2 separate regions of the Mus musculus genome follow, and region 2 is linked to region 1. Evidence: chromatin contacts called from public Hi-C data. All regions are on one chromosome and are shown on one strand. Each heading gives the region's core, a stretch centred on a gene start, on an enhancer-like site or on the middle of the called end of the contact. The rest is flanking DNA. Distances are from core to core; before and after follow the strand shown.

Evidence for each region. Hi-C and Micro-C count contacts between places; a contact is called where the count stands out from the background.
Region 2: a Hi-C map of the G1E-ER4 cell line shows a contact between it and region 1, with 7 times the contacts expected there. The contact joins two enhancer-like sites.

The regions. Positions count from the first base shown.
Region 1 is chr17:19,027,870-19,035,636 of GRCm38.p6, reverse strand. No RefSeq gene overlaps it. Among named protein-coding and RNA genes, the nearest start is that of Vmn2r98, 22 kb to the left of the region's middle. Within about 2 kb of position 3,491, at least 5 of the 459 cell types and tissues checked have an H3K27ac peak or open chromatin away from gene starts, as enhancers often do. A contact at or near this core is called in the G1E-ER4 cell line, where this site is marked.
Region 2 is chr17:19,441,486-19,449,252 of GRCm38.p6, reverse strand. No RefSeq gene overlaps it. Among named protein-coding and RNA genes, the nearest start is that of 4930549P19Rik, 27 kb to the left of the region's middle. Within about 2 kb of position 4,077, at least 15 of the 459 cell types and tissues checked have an H3K27ac peak or open chromatin away from gene starts, as enhancers often do. A contact at or near this core is called in the G1E-ER4 cell line, where this site is marked.

The DNA of each region.
Region 1 (7,767 bases), core at 2,242-4,741:
ATTGGATCAATGATCTGGGCCACATATTTTTGGCACAAGGTGGGGCTACTAGCCATTCCTTGTGGCAAAACCCACCAATGGAAGCGAGGATTTGGTCCCACATGATTTACAATTGGAATGGAAAAGGCAAAGCGGACACAATCTTGAGGATGAAGGGGAATAGAGAAAAAACAAGCTTTAATATCTATAACAATTTTGAAATAGCCCTTAGGTATGGCAATGGGAGAGGTTAGATCAGGCTGTAGAGGACCCATTGACACCATAGTCTTATTAACAGCTCTGAGATCTTGTAATAACCTCCAAGTCCCATTTTTCTTTTTTATAACAAATATAGGTGTATTCCACAGGGAGGTGGATGATTCAAGGTGCAACAGCCTGAATTGTTCCTGCACTAACTGTAAGGCTGCCTGGACCTTTCCTTGAGGCATAGACCACTGGTCGACCCAGACTGGATCATTAGTTTCCCAAGATATTTTATCTGCCTGAAGTGCAGGAGGAGCAGTGGTCTCTAGGAAAAAAGGTCTGCTCCAAGACCCTTTTTGTCTTTTTTGGGTACAGGGACAAAGGAATGAACAACCCCTTGTTCATTTTTCCCTAGGCCTTTTCCAGGGACATACCCTGTTTTTAGCATGAAATTTGTGACAATCCCATTGGGACTGTACATTATAACTCCCATTTAACAGAGCATATCTCTTCCCCATAAATTAACAGGAAGGCCCCTGAATACAAACAGCCGTACAGTTCCACTATTATTTTCCTTAACTGACCATGTTAACAATTTTGAACTTTGTAGAGTATCCTGAGTTTGGTCTATCAGCTTTAAATGGGTAGCAAGCAGTAGGTTCTAAAGGCCAAGCAGTGGGGCAGTGTGATGAAGAAATTACTGTTGCATCTGCCCCAGTATCTAGAAGTCCCTGAAATTCTTTGCCATCTAAAAACAGGGTCAACATGGCTCAGGAGTCAGTTAATTTTTGTACCCAGTAAACATCCGAGGATCCCGGGGAGGACGGTACCCGTTTTTTGTTTGTTTGTTTGTTTGTTTGTTTGTTTGTTTTTCTAATAGGTGAAAATTGTCCAATTAACGGGAGCAGCAGCACTTGGGTGATGTGCTCTTTTGCTCTCAATGTAAGGGGCCCTCATTTGGCTGAAACCAGAAATTTTATTTCTCCTTGGTAGTCAACATCGACCACAGTGGGGGTTACCATGAGTCCCTGTAGGGAACATGATGCTCGGCCTATAATAAGAAAAAACATATTTTGGGGTGGGGGTCTGAATTCTCCTGTTTCATGAAGTAATGTCCCTTCCTCCTTCGTTGGGAGTTATAATCCTGGTGGTGGAGGAACACAAGTCCAATCTTGGTGTCCCTGTTGTAGCCCTGCACAATCCCCGTTGGGGAGACTGGAGGGAACTAGCGATGGATTGTTTGGGGGTGCTATCAGGGGTAGCGGGCCCCGAGTAGGGGCCCCCTGGTAGTTTCCCTGGACCACAGTAAGGGGGCGGCCATTTACATCAATTTTGGTTCTGCAATCTCATGCCCAGTGGTGACCTCTCTTACATTTGGGGCAGAGGCCAGGAGGCTCCCTGTGTAACTTGTCCTGTGCCTGGTATGGTGGCAGATTTGCCTGGTCTGGTGGACAGGCATTCGTGGGCATAATGTCCCAGGATTCCACATCTGAAACACAAACTCTGCTGAGTCTGCCTAGTTCCACCAGCTTTTTGGAAGACCACTCCAATGTCCACATTAATAGATTTTGAGACTTGTTGTGAAAATATATCTACCTCACTGCAGAGCTTTATCATTCCTGTGAGGTCTAAGCCTCTAGTCTTACCCCTCAGGGCAGCCTTGCAAGCAGAATTAGCATTCTCCAAGGCAAGTTGTCTAACTAAAAGCCCTTCATTTTCATGGGGGCCAAGATTTCTTTCAGGGGCTTCTTATAGTCTAGCAACAAATTGGGCATAGGATTCTTGGGAGCCCTGAACAATTTTAATCAATGGGGTGGTGAGGGCTCCTGTAGTCTGTACAGCTCTACAGGCTGCTAAGGCTTCCTGGGCAGTCTGCACTAGCACCCCAGGTGAAAGCCCCAATTGTTTCTTATCAGAGATAAACGGACCTTTACCACATATTTTATCAGAGGTCCAAGAATAAGCCTCACTGAGGGCTTTTTTTTTTTTTTTTCTATTAATAGTAGCCTGGGTTTCGGCTCTATCCACAAATTCAGATTGCCAAGTTAAATACTGACCTCTACTGAGGACTGACTGTACCACTTTGCTCCATTCGTTAGGTGTTAAGTAACTGTCTCCTGCTAGTCCCTCCAAGATTGTTGATACAATAAAAGGGGCACTAACGCCATAATTTTTAACAGCCGAATGCAATTCTTTAATATATTTGATCTTTAATTTCTTGTAAACAGGTTATGAAGACTCATAATCACTTTCATCTTTTATGGCCTCTTCTTCTTCAGAGTCAGTCACCCTTCTTTATTAAATCACTGTTTCTTGACAATTGGGGCTACGATTAATAGAAAAAAAAAAAACTCAGTGAGTCTTATTCTTGGACCTCTGATGAAATATTTGGTAAAGGTCCGTTTGCCTCTGATAAGAAACAATTGGGGCTTTCTCCTGAGATGCTAGTGCAGACTGCCCAGGCAGCCTTAGCAGCCTGGAGAGCTGTACCAGCTACAGGAGCCCTCACCACCCCGTTGACTAAAATTGTTCAGGGCTCAAATTCATCACTTCCATTTTCCTTTTCCCCCTTTGCCTGTCCTGAGGTATCATCATTAACTGGCTCAGGGTCATGACTTATCTGTTTGGAGCATGTCTGAGTCAGGACAGGGAAGGCCAATTTTTTATGTGCCTTGTCCTTGGCTGAATATTTATGTTTGATCTTCTCCGTGGAGACTGGAGGGGAGGCCTCCTTTATGACTAGTGTGCTGTGACTGTTTCTTGACAATTGGGGCTCCAGAAAAGACCCCCTGTAAATTTTGAATTTCTAGAGTGAGGTCTCCTAATTCTTTTTTGCAAGTATAAAACCTCTTTTAGACCAGAAATGTGAGCCACCAGATCGTCATTTGTGTGGAGCAAATGACGAACAGTTGTCCCTGGTAAGGGAGCTGGAGGCAGCAGGCTGAGGGAAGGATAGAGGTGCAGAGAGGGATATAGAGGTGGGTGCGGATGATGGTACCTAGGGCCTGATTTTGTTGTTAAAAACACTAGGGAGCCAGGACCATATCTCTCCTCCTCATATTTGGCTGCCTCCTCCTCTAGTTCTGCCTCAGAGGATAAGTCAAAGGGGGCATTACAGTCTTTTAAGACTAGATAAATATGCTTTGGTCAAACAAATTTCTCTGATTCATCTAGGAGCCCCTTTAGGCTTTGTGGGAAGAGAGGAGCTGCAAAACTACTTGAAGGATCTTTCATGTTTGTGATGATTGAAGAGGAGCTTGAATGATCCTTTAAGTCCTTTTTAGTTTCACTTTTACCTGATAGTAAGCAAGAAGCCCCAAGAAAATCTTCAATGAGTGCCAGTAGTCTGGCTCCCTCCCCTCCTTGTTCTGCATCTTTTAAGAGGTCTCTAATTGTGAGGAGCGAGTGTGGTGGCAGTCCCAAAGGCGCCAGGGACTGCAGCTAAGTGGTATGACTTGCACCTGACTTCCTCATATGAGCCAAAAACATCTTGAGAGCTGTGCAGGTGTACCAGGATACAGGTGAATCCATTTTGATGGAGATATGCCCCTGCTGCCCTGATTAGCTGAAGCTGCGTGCCTGGTGATGTGGCCAAGCACAGAAAAGACATGGAGTCAATCTTGATCTTGACAAGGTCTCATGATATTCAGCAAAACTTGCAGTTTTTATACAAAAAGATCAAAGGGGAAATAATCCTTACACAGAAGGGCAGGGGGGAGCAGTGGTAATTTTCCTCAGTGACTACAAGGGGAGGCATGATATCTAAAAGTACATCTTGTAGTTATGACATCTGCTGTTTGCATCAGGTCTGCAATCATCTGTGGTAATTCTCGAAACAGTCTGTTGGTGACCTTCATCTGGATTTAGTCAGCTTAGGGGGGAGGTCCAACTGAGACAGTCTGTTGGTGACCTTCATCTGTACTTAGTCAGCTTGGAGAGGAGGTCCAGCTTTATGTCTCAAGACTTGGTAGTCATCTTTTTCACTTGGATTATTATAAAGAATTTAGTTTTGGCTCCCAACATTTCTTCTCTGATTTTATTGAAATTGTTTTTTGGGGGGCCTTGGCTGTGGGACTCTTCTCTTCTTTTATAACTATTATTCATAAATTAGAAGTTTTTAAGGTATGCAGCACAAAGAAAAATGTCACCCTTAATTTATACAGTCTGCAAGAAATGAAGGGATGAGGAATGATACAGAGACCTACAGAGTAGTGAATCAATAATCTTGCCAAATAAATACCTATCCCATGGTTGAGCACAAATAGCTAATTCTGTTAGTCATACTCTTTTATGTTTGCAGACATGAGTTTACTTTTTCTGTCCTGTGAGAGGCTCTGCATAGTAGTTAAATCATACAGATGCAGACACCCCTTGCCAAACTGTATACAGAGCTTGGGGACTCTTATGGAAGAACTGGAAGAAGGATTGGGGACACCTAAGGTGGATAGGAACTCCACAGGAAGGCCAATGCTGTCAAATAACCTGAAATCTTTTATCTCTTAGAGACTGAAGGATCAACCAAAGGAGATACATGGTCCAGACCTTGGCCTTCCTGCATATTTGAATTATATGTACACTTAGTCTTCTTGTGGATCCTGAACAATTGGAGAGAGGGATATCCCAAGAGCTTTTGCCTGCTGTATATATGTACTTTCAACTGGGATTACTTGGCAAGCCTCCATGGGAGAAAATTAATATAGCCTTGTATGCTTGATAAGCTAGAGTTGTGGGATACCAAGTAGAGAAATTTCATTCTCAGATAAGGAGGAAAAGACAGAATGGGGAGGTGTTTTGTGGAAGGAGGTTACATGGAGGGGACAGTGAGTAGGATGTAAAATGAATAAGTTAACCAACCAAATAAATACATATGTAAAACTAAAGAAAAAAAATAACTTTTCCCATTTTATACATTGCAGTTTTGGACTTTTGACATTGGCTCTTCTCATTAAATATTTTCATTTTATAAGGTCCTATTTATTACTTGCTAATCTTACTAACTGAGCTGTTCATGTTCTATTAGAAAGTTGTCTCCTATGCCAATAGATTTATGCCTCTTCTCCAATTTCTCTGCAATCAGATTTATTGTATTATGTATTATCCTGATATATTTTAACCACTTGGACTTGCGTTTTCTGCAGAGTGAAAAATATGGATCTGTATTCATTCTTTCAACGTGCAGAGATCCAAATATAACAACACTATTTGTCAAATATGCTCTCTTTTCTTCCTTGTATATTTATTGCTCCTTTGTCAAGAAGATCATTTGTCCCTAGGTATATAGGTTTATTTTGTATCTTCAAATCTATTTTATCACACAATGTATCTATATCCATACTAATAACATGTAAACTCTTTATTATAGATCTGTAGTACAGCTTTATATCAGGATATGATATCTCTAAAAGAGCTTTTAATGTACAGCATTGTTGAAGCTGTCCTGTTATTTGCTTTTCAATAATACCATGAGATTTGTTCTTTCAAGTTATATAATAAATTGTGCTGAAATTTTAATGAGAATTGAATTGAATCTCTACATTGCTTTTAGTAGGATGGCAATTACGTCTGTTAATTCTTCCAAACCATGGCAAGGGGTTTTACATATTCTGATATCATTACTTTCTTTTGTCAATGACTTGAAGATCTTGTCACACTGGACTTATACTCCCTTGGATAGAAACACCATATGACACTTTTATATTAGTTGTAGCTAGTGTGAAGGGTGTTGTTTCATTGATTCCTTTTACAGCCCATTAATCATGTATATAAAGAAGGGATACTAATAATTTTGACATATTTTTTATCAGTATACTGCACTGAAAATGTTTTTCAGATGTGGTAGACCCCATGCTGGATTTTTGCTTTTGCTCACTTATATTATTATGTTATCAGCAATTTGCTGTCAACTCATTTTGTTTATATTTGTATTCCATTGTCTTATTGCTCTAGATAAAACATAAAGTTCTACATTGAGAAAACAAAACAAAACACATTTACTCAAGAGTCTTTTCTCATCCTTAATTTTGATTGAGCTCTTTTAAATTTCTTTTAATTGATGTTGGCACTTGGCTTGTTTTATATTGCTCTTACATAGACTAGGTATATACATTTTATATCTAATAGATCCAAGAAGTTTCTGATGAAATGGGCTTGATTTTTCTTAACTTTTTTTCAATATCTACTTTGATTGTCATTTTCTCCTGGCTATTTATATGGTATATTACACTGACAATGTTTTTTTCCAACCTACATCTCTAGTATAAGGAACTACACTTGATTATGGTGGAGAATCTTTTCAATATGTTTCTAGATCCAGTTTGTCAGTTTTTCACTGAGTATTTTTGAATAAATATTAATAAAGAAAATTGATCTGAAATACCGCATTTCTTCACTGAGTAATTTTTTTGTTTAGATATTAGTGTAATTATGCCCTCATAAAATTAATTTGACAACTTTTCTTTTGTTTCTTTTTTATGGACTTAGATGTGGTTTATGATATTAAGGTTTCTTTGAAAGTATAGAAGAGTTGTGTGCTAAAACAATATGCTCTAGGATTTTTCTTTGATATATTACTTTCCAGGGCTGCTTCCATTTTCTTATCTGTTGCAGGTCTAATTAGATGATTTCTCTAATATTTATTTAAATTTGGTAAGAGTTATTCTCTAAGTTTGAATATTACTGCTATTAACAGACACCAAGACCAAGGACAAGGCAACTCTTAAAAAAACAAAAAACAAAAAAACAAAAAAACAAAAAAACCTTTAATAGGTGCTGAATAATAGATTCAGAAGTTCAGTCCTTTATCATCAAGATAGGAATATGACAGCATCTAGGCAGACAGACCTGAGAGTCTTGTGTGCGCCCGACTGGCCAGCAAGAACGATGCTGCAACAGCATCCTTCCGCACATATTCATTGGGAGAGCTTGATTGCAGAGGCGAAGTGACCCCAAGCCCAGAACTGGTGCTGCTTATATAGGCCTAGGAGAGGCATGTCTCACACCCGGATTGGTTGTGCATGGGTTATGCTTACCACCTCATTTGCATGCCTACATCTGATTGGTTAACTTGTCTCTCATCTGATTGGTTAATTTTGGTTGATTCTCAAAACCTCATCTTGGGAGAAAAAAACTTTACTGCCTCTGTATGCATGGTGGCCAGTGGTGGCCAGCGCCACCGTGCAATGGCACATGTGGCTTCCCACATCTCCCCATTTTTGTTTTAATAAAATGAGGCTGGACTAGGCCTGTGCAATTATGTCCATCCACCATGGCTCCTGTTTTAGGTCGTTCCTCTAATGACACAGCCTTACCTGTCATAGGGTAACCCTATCGTCACCAGGCCCCATGTCTTAGGTTGGTCTGTGCATGAGGAAAGTTGCCCGTCTCTGGATACCACAGTGCTGTGTGACCATAACTGTTAAATGACCTAGGGCGGACTCTACAAAAGAGGCCAGTCAAAAATGAATTAGTGGGGAAATCATGATCACCCTATCGTGTGCAATGAGGAAACCTCAGCAATGTGCAAGGGCTGATCAATGATCATTGAGTCTCTCTCATCCCAGTGCAATGGATTCATAAATCTGTGGG
Region 2 (7,767 bases), core at 2,828-5,327, 410 kb before region 1:
AATAACCTCAAGTTCTTCATGAAAGAAATTAAAGAAGACCTCAGAAAATTGAGAGATCTCACAATACTCATAGATTGGTAGGACTTACACAGTAAATATCTCCATCCTACCAAAGCAATCAACAGATTCAATGAAATACCCATCAAGATTCCAACACAGTTTATTGCAGATATTGAAAGAGCATTTCATATGGAAAAACAAAAGCCCAGGAGAGCAAAAAGAATTCTTAACACACACACATACATACACACACATAAACAAACAAAACCTTCAACAAAACCTTCTGGAGGAATTACCAACCATGTCCTTGAGTTTCAGTACAGAAGAGTAGGAATGCAAATGACAGGTCAATCAATGAAATAGAAATTGAAGACCCAGAAATAAGCCCACATGTATATGGACAATCTATCTTTGACAAAGAAGCCAAGAAAATAAAATCAAAAAGAAGAGAAGAGAAGAGAAGAGAAGAGAAGAGAAGAGAAGAGAAGAGAAGAGAAGAGAAGAGAAGAGAAGAGGGGGAAGAAAAGAGAAAGAAAGAAAAAAAGAAAGAAAGGAAGGAAGGAAGGAAGGAAGGAAGGAAGGAAGGAAGGGAGCGAGGAAGAAATTCAAAGACAGAGAGAAATCAATTTTAAAGCTAACAGAATTCCAATATTTTTAGAAGAACCATATTAACTGCTAATATATAATAGGGAAAACATGGTTGAAAGAAACCAGAATGGCATTATCTACATGAGAAATGTTCTAGAGAATAGGTTTTATTTTTAATATGTAAAATTGCTCACAATGGTGCATAGTTCCAGTAAATAATAAAATCTATGAAAAACTTGCCTAGAATTCCATTCTTGTGACACATCAATTTTATCAAGCCATGAAGAGTAATAATGAACATATTAGATGAAATTAATTTTGACATACATATTCAAACTCATATTTTACTTGATGTGAAGGAAAATATTTCACTCTCATAAACCTTGAGAGAATATTCTCATTTTGTCTTGGAAAGATTTAAGATACATCAATGAAAGGATTGAACAAATTGGCCAATAGTATATCTTATGCATTCCAGGATCCTAATGCTTGTCCTGTGCCATGAACCAGGATCAGTCAACCTCTCTCAATCCATGTGGAAACAAGGTTCCAGACAGGTGGGCATGGAGTTGGTGAGAAGTGACAAATAGACAAAGACACAAGGGAGTGGTGAATTCTAATGTAATTTTTCACAAAGTGAACATCAGTCTTATGTAATACAGAAAACAAAGGAATAGGTTATCACAGCAGTCAAATTACATTGAAGTTTCTGACCCAAAACAGAGGAATGACTTCAAAGGACTGACAGGAACCAGGTAGTAATGCTTACAATAAAGATAAAACAGCCCTGTCTAGAGTCAGCTAATGATAGGTGAGGATTTCACACCCTAGTGACAATTTGTGCTACTTCTGTGAGCCTTGTGAAAGCTAGCACCAGGGGGTTCAGCACTAGCAGACCTTAACATGAATAATGCAATATCACAACCCCCTTATTTCTTAGGCCTTGGTAAATCCTTTCATATGAGAGTAACTTGGCTGTTCTTTTAAGTATCTGCAGGGAATCTCCATTTGTCAGAATAATTTACCAACTTGCTTCTAATATGCAATGTACTCTGCTATACCTGGCTGTAAAGAAGATTCTAAGTATACTTTGCTAAGGTTCCCCTGAAACTTCTAACTCTTATCCAGTAAAATAATGCAAGAAAGCCTGCAAGAACCTCCAGAATATTGCAGGGACAAATCTGGGGCATTCTAGCTATGGGAATGCCAAGGTTCCAGGAGGTTAAGTTTCCTTGAACTCTTTGCCTCATAACTGTTTCCAGTCTTTTAGGTTTGCCAAGGGAGTCACTACTGGAGTGGATGTAGCAGTCCTGGGGACCAAATCTTGATCTTAACACACACATTTCAGAATGAGAACATGTGTTTGAACAGTTTTACTTTCACCAGAAAATGTGAGCTACATCACAAATATGAACACACATGCAGATAATGGATGTGATAACAAGTTTCTAAAGACTGTACCATGATTGTGACTAGAAAACAAGCCACTTTTCTCTTAAAATTACCCCATACTCATAAGGAACACTATAATAAATGCTCATAATACATTATAATGTACATAATCTGGCCTACCTCCAACTTACTGAACTTGTCATTAATTTAGCTTACATTTTTCTGATTTTATGCAAGTTCAATGTTTTTCACATCAATCAAACCTATTATTTATAATTACTAAACCAAATTTGTTGCTCACATGTCTGGAGACAGGTTCTTTGCAGTGAAGGGCTTGCTACTGCACAAAATAAAGAGAGACACTGTATTAGTTAGGGTTCTCTAGAGTCACAGAACTTATAGATAGTCTCTATATATTAAAGGAATTTATTGATGACTTAAGGTCTGCAGTCCCATTCCCAACAATGGTTCAGCAGTAGTTGTAAATGGAAGTCCAAGGATCTAGCATTTACTCTGTCCCACACAGCAAGCAGGTGAGGGAGCAAGAACGAGACTCCCTTCTTCCAATGTCCTTATATTGTACCCAGCAGAAGATGTAGCCCAGATTAAAGGTGTGTTCCATCACAACTTTAATCCCAGATGAAAGGTGTAGCCCAGATTAAAGGTGAGTTCTACCACACCTTTAATCCCAGATGACCTTGAACTCGGAGATTTAATCTTCTGGAATCCATAACCACTATGCCTCACGATCGATCTCCATACCAAGGTCCAGATCAGAAACTTCTATCTCCAAGCCTCCAGATAAGGGTCACTGGTGAGCCTTCCAATCTGGATTGTAGTTCATTCCAAATATACTCAAGTTGACAACCAGGAATAGGCACTACAATCCATTCCTTGTCAACTTGACAAAAATAATATCTCATGTTCACATGAAACAATAACAAGGTTGTGACTATGACTAACATGATATAACTATCCCTCGTACAATAACATACACATTTGTAAATTTACAATGAGGCAATGTCCCTTGGGAACATCCTTTTAGTGTCTCAACTTAAATACAAATTGATGTTAAAGAAACTGGAAGAAAGACAAATTTATTTGTTAGAAAAATAAGACAGGGGCATTCATATTACTTTATAATCCTTGTTTCTGCAACTGGTTACACGGCCTTAATTGGTATTTATAACTACCTTCCTCTACTACCCATTCTGTATTTCCTTCACCTTTGGCAAGCACCTCAGCAGGTCTTGGCTCCTTTCCTGGTGGACTGACCCATACCTTCATTCCCGATGAGTCTGTGTCCTTTATCATCCTGCTTGGATTAGGCTGTTGTAGTTTCCCATTGACTTTAATTGCAAGACATGGCAGTACTAAGAGACTCCCTCAGGGATCTCCTTCATTCCAGACATAATCTGGCTTACCTCCATTGTGAATCCAATTTCCTCATGGTAATCTGGATCTATCACCCCTCCTAACACTGTTATTCCTTTTCTAGCCTGTTGGTTTAAGGGAATTAGAAGCCCATAATGACCAGGGGAAAGTCTGAGCTTCCAGTTCAATGGAATGTTAGTTATATCTCCTGGTAGGAGCACTCCCCTCTCTGGAGCCATAACTTCTAGGCCTGCAGAGCTTAGAGTTATGAAGACAGGAAGCAAAACTTTTCCTAGAGGGCCCCTAGGAGTGATAGTGAGTGGAACTTTGCCCTTTTCCACCCCTTCATTCCTGTACCCATGGATCCTGGCTATGGGGGAAACTGTACAATATATCAAACTCTTACTGCAGTACAAAGTAAACTCAAAATGCCTGTAACAAGGCCTGGATAGGACTTGTGTTGTACAGAAACATACTACAAAAAAAAAAAAAAAATGAAGCTATACTTAAGATTGGATATTGACCAAGATAGAGGTAAGAAGTATTATTTTACTGTGTGTCCCCACCTGCAGGACTCAGTTATTTGAGGGGTCTGAGAGGAACCATGCTTGAAAAAGAAGCCAGTGAGAAAGGAGAGAGACCAACAATGATTGTCATGGTCTGTTATTGTGAGCAAGGTTAAAGAATATAAGTGGAAAGAAGGAGGAAGTAAAGAGAGAGAAACTTGCCTATGCCTCAGCCCTGAGGCAGGGGTGGTTCTGCATAAATGCCCAGTAACAAACTATCTACTCTTAGCTCAGGGAACATTCTGTGGTTTTTCTCAGGAAGTTTGCAGATGCTATTATCTGATCTTGATGTTCTGTCAGCTGTCATTTCAAAAGGTCAGAAGTTTCTCAAGAAGGGAGGGAAACTTTGGCTTATGCGTCAGTGTAGGTCTCCAACATCTCCCCCTGTTTTATTTTATAGATGGATCATCTGTCTTAGGCTACATGATGCATATCCACAACCAGCACCTGATATGGTTGGGTTTGAGGGTAGAGTCTCTGTCTTTGGCTACACAGCTGTCTCCATACCCAGCACTCTCAAATTTGAGTCGGCCCCTGGGTCATGGACTCATGATAATCTCATCATTGAGATGCTCTACAGCCTATCAAGGGTGTGTCCCTGGTATATGGTATCATGCTATTCCTGTCATTGATGTGTCCATAGCTTAACAAAGCATTCAGGATTGTTTTCTGGATCTAAGGCTGTGAAATCTAAGCCTGCCGAAGGATCACCCGGGGGCTCAGCATAAACCTCTTGATCAATATCTCAGACCTCCAGACAATGATAATGGATGGATTCTGGTCTTTTAAAGGCAGCATCAGCCTGTGATTTGACAAACTCTGTTAACTTTCTAAATGCCCAGGGTCCAAAGGATATGAGCAAAAGTAATCCTACCACAGGGCCCAAAATACTAGGCAACAAGGTAGAGAGCCATAGAGAAGTGTAAAACCAATTCTGGTACCAGGAATCACTTTATTCTCATTCTCTTTTTCTGTTTTCTAAACTCTCTTTTACTTTTTCAGACTATCTTCTACTAACCCTGTCTTATCTGTATAAAAACAGCATTCCTCTTTTAAAGCAGCACACAGTCCTCCTTGTTGGAGGAAAAGCAAGTCTAACCCTCTTCTGTTTTGTAACACTACCTCAGAAAGTGAAGTAACAGAATCTTTAAGGTTCTCCCGAAGATTTCTATCTATAGCCATACTAAGTTGGGTATACTGTTGATTGGAGGTCACTAAGGAGGCAAACCCTGTTCCTGCCCCCACAGCTCCTAATCCAAGGAGAACCATGAGGGTGACAGCTGTGATAGGCTCTCACCTGTGCCTCTAGGGATGTGTGGATCCTCTCTCCCAGAATCTTAGAAAATCATCAAGTGGGTGTACTGTGATGCGAGGAAGCAATTCAGTCAAAACACAATATTCTCTGCCTTTTGAAAAGGTGGAAGTAACTATAAAGGTACTTAAACCTAAAGAGCAGGCAAAATAAGAATTATTAGGGGCCATAGCATATTGAAAGGTATTATTAACAACAAGGGTTTGATTACACACTTCAAACAGGGGAAAGGGGGAAAGCCTCTGGGGTCCCAAAATACAGAGACCAATACCAGATATTTGGCCAAGAGTCAGGCCTTCTTTAGACTCCGGATGCCATCTCAGTAAGGACATATTGACCTGTCCAGTAGATCCAGTTATTTGTGGGTATGGAGAGGACCTTCTCCTAAGAACCAAATGGGGGTAAGGAGGGACGGACACCAAGTGCAGGAATGATACGTAAACATTCTGAGTAGCATTAAGGTGTCACTGTGTTTAGCAAGGCTCAAGGCTTAAATGCACAAGCAAAAGGGGAAGTACTTCTCAGCAGGAGGAATGGGGCAGTGGAAATGCACAAGCAAAGGAGGAAGTACTTCTCAGAAGGAGGGATGGGGCAGCTGAAAATGTTCTTTTGGCAACTACATGGGGAAGCAGGAACTTGGTGGTATCAGGGTACATCTTGTGGTCAGGACATCTGGTGCTGACTTAGGGCTGGAACATTCTGTGGTTGTTATCGGAATGGTGCGTCTGTGGACTGCTTTGACCCCCTTTTCTTCTCAGGGGGAGAGGCCCAATTCAGAGATCAAGACAAGAGAGTTGTCTTAATAGCTACCAACATCTCCCCCGTTTTAATATTTTTATAAAGGCATATTGTATAATAAATTTGTAGCCACGTTTTTAACGACTGCCTAAACATCTGTTTGCTCACCGGGTGATTCTTTAAAATCACGAAGGACACAAGGATAAGTCATCTATGAGGCTTGAATTAATGGTTCCAGTCTCTTGGGTATAACCTGGGCTAGCCAAGGGATTTAGGAATGAAGCAAGCTCCCTGGGTAGAGGTAGAGGTCTGATCCCCAGTGTGCAATGTTAGGAGCCATATACAGGATTGACTTTCAGGCCCACAGAATTTTACCCAGAGTAACCCTGACCTGCTCCTGTGCCGTTTTATTTTTCCTGGGGGAAGGACTCTAGGGCACTCAACCTTCATGCAATCAGACATGCCTCTCAGAGACTGTCTAACAGCTTCCAGACTAATATCTGTGCAGTGTTTAGCCTACAACTCTCATGGGTGATGGCTTCAAGTTCCAATTTTTTGATGTGTCTAGCATGGGATGACTGTTTAGTTTCCAATGTGGAGAGAATGTATATTACCATGTCGGAAGCACAGACTATGGCAATCTATAAATGATTTGTGGCATGAGACTGATGGCCGAATTTAGGGGGAGGGGGAGGGGAATGATCTTACTTAAGCATTTTATGGAAATTGAGTCTCTCTCCTTGAGACTAGGGTGATGAAGTGGTATCCACGTCTGACTCTTCTCTAGTAGCCTGATTGTTATCACTAACGTCCAGCCAATGGTAAGGAACTGAAACAGATGTGCTTGAAAGAGATGAATCAATTTGAGATTTAACAAATCGGGTCAATTTCTGAAATGCCCAATGACCGAAGGAAATCAATAATAGGAGTCCCAATAGGGGACCCAAAAGGGAGGGCAACAAGGTAGAAAGCCAGGAGGAGGTTGAAAACCAATTTTGGTACCATGACTCTTGTTGTTCATTCTTTCTTTTTCTTTTTTTCTAAACTGGCATTAACCTTGGCAATGCTATCTTTAACTAATCCAGTTTTATCAATATATACACAGCATTCTTCCTGAAGTACAGCGCATAAGCCTCCTTTTTGTAGACAGAGCAAATCTAATCCCCTTCTATTTTGAAGGGAAACTTCTGAAAGGGAGACCAAGGAATCGGTAAGATCATCTAGGCCCCTTTTTATATTCTCTATATCTTGGCTAATAGCCTCATTGAGCAGATGGTAATTGCGCGCATTCTGTTGAGAAGACACAAGGGCTACAATTCCAGTCCCGGTCCCAACAGCACCCAGGCCAAGAAGGACCGTAAGGGTCACTGCCGAGATAGGCTCTCTTTTGTGGCGGGATGGCAAGGAGGCACCTCCATCACAAAACTTCAGTAAGTCATCTGACTCATGAATTCTAAAATTTGGAAAAAGCTGAACCAAGACACAATAATCTCTATTATTTATAAAATCTTGTATAATAATGTACCCTGTAAGGCCCATGGAACATGCCAAAAAAGGTATCATTTGGGGCAAGAAGATAAGAATACCTATTTTTATTTACTCCAAACATGTTACTGCAAATCTCTAGCAAGGGCCGAGGTGGAAGCATGCCTGGGCCCAACACACAACTTCCTATCCCAGAGAGTTCTGTCAAGGTAAGCTGAACTGACTCGAAGGGGAGCTGGTTGGCATCTGAAAGCAGAGTAAAATTTCCAAATAAGGCTATGCCCTCATAAAAGGGAAGCAGAAAAGCACATC